Regions from separate parts of the Sus scrofa genome. Here region 1 is linked to region 2. A link is a contact called in public HiChIP or PLAC-seq data. All regions are on one chromosome and are shown on one strand. Each heading gives the region's core, a stretch centred on a gene start, on an enhancer-like site or on the middle of the called end of the contact. The rest is flanking DNA. Distances are from core to core; before and after follow the strand shown. Region 1 holds the start of RFK (riboflavin kinase). Region 2 holds the start of PCSK5 (proprotein convertase subtilisin/kexin type 5).

The links. HiChIP or PLAC-seq counts read pairs in DNA pulled down with a chosen protein or histone mark.
Region 1: a contact with region 2 is called in an H3K27ac HiChIP or PLAC-seq map of skeletal muscle, with 4 times the contacts expected there. The contact joins the promoter of RFK here to the promoter of PCSK5 in region 2. A contact is called at or near these places in 1 of 47 Hi-C or Micro-C datasets (skeletal muscle) and 1 of 2 datasets of contacts at active chromatin or transcription factors (skeletal muscle).

Annotation. Positions count from the first base shown.
Region 1 is chr1:229,335,719-229,338,418 of Sscrofa11.1, reverse strand. RFK (riboflavin kinase) reads left to right here and starts at 1,342. Exons shown (of 5, transcript XM_003121967.5): 1 at 1,342-1,767; 2 at 2,700. The coding sequence starts at 1,686.
Region 2 is chr1:228,853,190-228,855,889 of Sscrofa11.1, reverse strand. PCSK5 (proprotein convertase subtilisin/kexin type 5) reads right to left here and starts at 1,303. Exons shown (of 37, transcript XM_021065005.1): 1 at 585-1,303. The coding sequence starts at 776.

The DNA of each region.
Region 1 (2,700 bases), core at 93-2,592, 480 kb before region 2:
TAAACCCCAGTTTATATAGCCTAGCATCTACGTACTTAACCATTAACTATCCAAAATGCATTTTTGGAGTTCTCTTATGGTGCATCGGGTTAAGGGTCCAGCATTGTCATTGCAGTAGCTCCAGTGACTGCTGTGATGCAGGTTGGATTCCTGTCCCAGGAATTTCCACAAGCCACAGGTGTGGCCAAAAAAAAGTCTTTTATGTGAGGTCTGCTTACTCTACATGCAACTTTCCAAGCATTTTGTCAGGACTCCCATTGGTGTTTTTATAGCATAGCATTGTTATCGGGCTTCCCAACTGGTCTCCCCCACTAGAGGGAGTCTCCCAAGGGCCAAGAGTTTGTCTCATTTGCCTTTGTTCACCCCACCTTGCATTGTGCTAGGCACACACAGGGCTCATTAATTTTTTCTTTCTGCTAATAATTACAGAGCGCTTGCTGTGATCCAGGCACTATGCTAGTATTAGGGAAGTAAAAACAGTCTTGCCAATAAACACCCCTTCAGTACAAATACAGAGAATACAATTCTAACATTGCGAAAGCACTATCAGAGTTACATACATGTAAGGTAAAGGAAAATGACTGCAAAATCTGGACAGAGTTTCACACACATTTGTTGAGAAAAGTAAAAGAGAACAATTTTTTTTTTCCCTCAAGAACAAGGTAAAAGGGTGCATCTTCTGAGCCACCCTGGAAGTATTTCCCCAGGTAATGTTTACAGTTCCAAGGGTCAGAAGGCCTACGAATTTGCACTCCAATAGAGAGCAAGCCTTTCTTCAAGTTTATCAGGTTGTAGGAGAGACTGGGAGGTACAGAAAGAGGGTCGGAAGGTGCCGCATCCCTCCCCCAAAAACTTAGTCCTTGTAATCTTCCGCCAGTCACTGAGATTGCAGCCTTACAGACCAGGCCCTACTCTGCTGGAGCTTACATCCTGGTAACTTCAGATCGTGGTCAAACGGGGTCCCGGGGAGAGGAGATTCACTTTGGTAGGTAGTTAGGAAAAGTCTCTATGAAGAGGTGACCGTTGAGATAGAATTTTCGTTTAATAAATGTTTAAAGAGCGAATGAATGATGAATGACGATCAAAGTGTTAGTTGTCAAGGAGATAAAGAACGTCTCTCTTTGGCGTCAGGACCGTGATGAAAAGGCGAAAGGGAAAAGAAACACTTAGGATTGCCCGAGAACTGTGTTTTCACAGCCCCTAGGCTGAAAATCGGTTCCCCGGATCAGTTCTCATTGCTGTTCAGAGAAACTGAGGAGCGGCGAATTGGCGGGTCGCGGGCTATGGCGGGGGGCGGGGCCACGGCGGGGGCGGGGCTACGGAAGCCGAACGGGCGCTGGGGCTCTTGGTCGGGCCGGGGTAGTGTGCGCAGGCCCGCGGCGCTCGGTGGGCTGGGCGCCCTCCACGCCGGCCCGCCCCGTGAGCTCCCCGCCCACACCCGCACTTAACTTCCGCGGTCGCCGGCGGCGTCCAAGAGCCGAGACACAGCCTCTGAGTTACCGGGTACCTTCTATTGGGTCAGCGGCGTGAGAATACTGCCCACGGCGTGTCGTCCGCGCCGCCCGGCCAGCCGGTCAAGTTCCGTCCTTGTCCCCCGGCTGGTCCGGGGTTCCGGCACCGCCGCGTTGGCGGCCCCGCCGGACGCGCGGACGGGGCCGCAGCCCGCACCCCAAACGAACGGCGTCATGAGGAACCTGCCGTACTTCTGCCGTGGCCAAGTGGTGCGGGGCTTTGGCCGCGGCTCCAAGCAGTTGGGTATCCCTACAGGTGAGCACGGGAGGGCGCAGAGGCCCCCACCCACCCTGGCCCGAGTCACCTGGCGGCCGGGACGTCTGCCGGGGGCTCCAGACCGGGTCGTGGGGCTGCGGTCAGAGGGACATTCCTCTCTGCTGACGCTTTGTGGAGGCGGAGGACCTTTGGTCGGACTGAGGGAGCGCGTCCTCGCCCCCACGGCCTCACCCGGGACAGGGCTTGAGGGATGGAGAGAGCAGGAAGCCAGAGCTGAATTTCGGGATCCACCTTTCCCGCCTCCCCATCCAGCCCTGATAAAGCGGTTAAGCATGGGGCGCGTCTTGCCCTTTAGCAAACGTTTTGTGGGCCCGAGAGGCTAAATGCTCAAGCCAGCCGTAAGGTTTTCTTGTCTTTAAATCTATTAGATTGTGTCTAAATGATGACAAAGGCAGAATGGGAACCAGGTATCTTTTTTGGTCTGTTTACATTAGTTTTCGTAGTCAAAACTTGGAGATAGGCTTAATTCATCCAGCCGCAATACATTCTAAAGTAGTCTTTGAGCTTGTATCCTAAGCATGTGTATTTCCAAAAAATAAGAATCTTTTCAAGAGATTTTAAACTCCTTAAGAAAGAGCAGGGCTCCTTAAGAAAGAGCAGGGCTAAGAAATCCAGCTGTACATATACCTATTTTCTTCTATCCTGAGAGTGTACTTTTTTGGGAGGGCTTAATACCCTCACTGTGACCTGTTACCTTTTACACTTACAATTGATACCTTTTCCCCAACCTATCCATATAAAGAGGAGAAGAAATCACAACAGAATATGAAACAATGAAGTTAATTAATTGTAGACAGAATCCTAAGAATTCTTTGGAGTGTAATGATTTAGACTAGCCTTGCATGTGGTTTTTATAAAACTTTATTGGCTATGAAACTCTTAACACTAGCATCATATTTTCTGTTGTTTAGC
Region 2 (2,700 bases), core at 54-2,553:
CCAGCGGTTCTCTTGCCCATAGAGGAGTAAACTTCTTTCTAGGCTAAATTCAGGTCTGAACAGGAAAAGCTTTCCCTTCTCCTCCTTCCCTTTACCCCGGCTCTCAGAAACCACAGGGAGCCGGCACCAGGGGCGCGCTTACCCTCTACCCTCCCAATAGAGCCCAAGCTACCAGTGCTCCCCGACTTTCCACGTCAAGAGGTCCGATCAGGTCTGAAACCACCGCAGAGGCATGTACGTTCGGGATTCGTCCAGAGACACTACCTGTCCCTCGCGGTTTGTAAGAAACAAGTAAAACACAAACCCCAATAACTTTGGGGAGTGTGTGTGTGTGTGTGTGTGTGTGTGTGTGTGTGTGTGTGTCTAAGAGAGGAGGCGGGGGGAGAAAGAGCGCATCGCGCTAGCTCAAGAGTTAGGGCAACAGCTGCAAGAGCACATCTGGAAGAGGGGGAGGGGACTGACGAAGAGTGGGATTGACGAGGAGTAAGAATGACTAAGAGGGGACTGGCGCGAGGTCGTGGGGGACTCCCCCGCCCCCCGCCCTCGCAGCTTCAGGGCCGAGAGCCCGGCCAGCCAGTGATTACCTGTCCTATGTTGATGAATCCGTACTTGCTGGCTATGCGGTTGGCCTCCGGAAAGCCGCCGGCGATTTTGACTGCCCAGTGGTTGGTGTAGACGCGCGTCCGGCACACGGGGAGCAGGCAGCCCCCAAGCAGGGCCAGCACGCACAGCAGGTCCAGCCGTCCCGGGCAGCAGCAGCGGCTCCCCCAGCCCATGGCCCTGGCGCCTCGCTGCTCCTTTGCTCACTCTCTCGCTCGCTCCGGGCACTAAGCTGCGCGCACAACTAACTTCTCCGGCCTGGGCCGACCCGGCGCGCAGCCCCCGGCCGCCGCGGCTCGCAGCCCTGGGCGATCGGCAGGAGGCGGCAAACCCGGCAGGGAGCAGAGCAGCGAGCCTCGCGCCGGCTTCTAGACCATCCCTGGGGCTCCGGGGACCTGTGCTCCCAGCTCTCCGGCCCGCGGGGCGGTCTACCGGCGCTCCCTGGCTCGGGCGCAGGAGGCGGCTGAGTGGGGCGGGCGCGCTCCCGCAGTTGGGTCTCGCCGGGCTCGGCTCCCGGACTCTCCGACTCGCCCTAGCTCCTCCCGGGGCCCCCGAGCGCGGCGGAGGCGGCGGTGCAGGCAGCGGCCAGGCGCCCCTTCCGTTGGCCCGGGCTCCGAGCGCTCGCTAGCTAGCTCCCTGCGCTCCCTCTGGCTCCGAGCGGCGCGCCGGGAGAGTGAGTGGCAATGGCAGCAACGCCTGCTCTGCATAAACGACTCCCCCCGCCCCCGTTAATACCCCTCCTTTCCCACATCCCCCTCCTCCTCTCCCTCCTCCGCCCGCCTGAAAGCGGCCACCGCCAGGCGCCAACCAGGTCCTAGCGCCGCCGGGTTCTTTGGGCTGTAACCTCCAGGGTCCTGAGCAGCAAAAGCGAGTCTTTCCAAAAGACTGGGAGGAAAGCTCAGGTGCAGAGGTTTTAGCCCCTTCTCGCCTCTCCCTCCTGGATTTGTATTAATTTACCGCTACTTCCCGAAAGACTAAAGAAATTTACAAGCCGGTTCAAGTAAAGTACCCCGAAGATTCAGAAGATTCATTCATCGTAGCTCTGAACCTCCTTAAGCAACTAAGTATTTAAGGGGGTCACTGGCGTGTCAACTGCCAAATAACCCGAGATTTTCACTTCGTTAATTCTTCATGCTTTTCAGCAACTGTTTATTTTACAAATTCTGCTCCTGGGAGAAGCTACCCCACAGGACTGTAAAGCGCATCGACTTTTGCAAAAGCCAACCATGGCGATTCCAAAACCGAGTCTGTTGCCTGCTGACTTTCGAAATCCGTGTTTCCAATACTAGGCAACGCCATGGAAGAGTAAAATTCCAGTCGCGGAATTGGGGAAAGATGTTTCTGTGAATATTTGGTATGAAGCGGATGGAGATGTTAGACCAAGGGAATAATTTCATTCATTCGTTCCATTTAGTCTGATGAGGGCTTTTCTCCACCACGGGGAAAAAGTTTTCCAACTTTTCCAAGCGTGGCCCTGTAACAGTGAGAGACTTCGATATAAAAAGGACCACAGAGGAAGTTCGAATGAAATAAATGTGTGGCTGTGCCACATTCATTACTGTACCTTGTACTGTGACTGCAGCAGGCATGGGAGCTCGGATTAACCCGCTCCTGCTGAACAACCTCTCCGTCTTTTCTGTCATAGGACTATTTCTAGTGAAAAGAAAATGTATTCCTTATGAAGTAACTCAGTTGACCTTAAAAGTATTCACATATCCCTAACCACCACCACCGCCCCTTTTCCTTCTCTTTCCCATCCCCCATTCTCTTTCTTCCTAAGCATTAGCTACATGTATTTGAGAGGAATTAACCCATCGCACCTATAGCTTTGGGTAATGATTGTTTTAGCTGTCTAGGGCTTGGATTTTTTTTCCCTTTGTCCCCTCCAGTGAACCATAGCCACAAACTGAAAATTCACACATGTAAACTGTATGAAATTCATAGTTAAATTCATAAAGTTATCATTTATGATAACATAAGGCATGCCATATTATTTAATTGTGAAAACAAACCCATCAGTGAAATTTATCCCCACATTACTGACAAAGAAGTGGAAGTTCAGAACTAAATCATTTGCAAAAAGACATGTATTTTACTCAT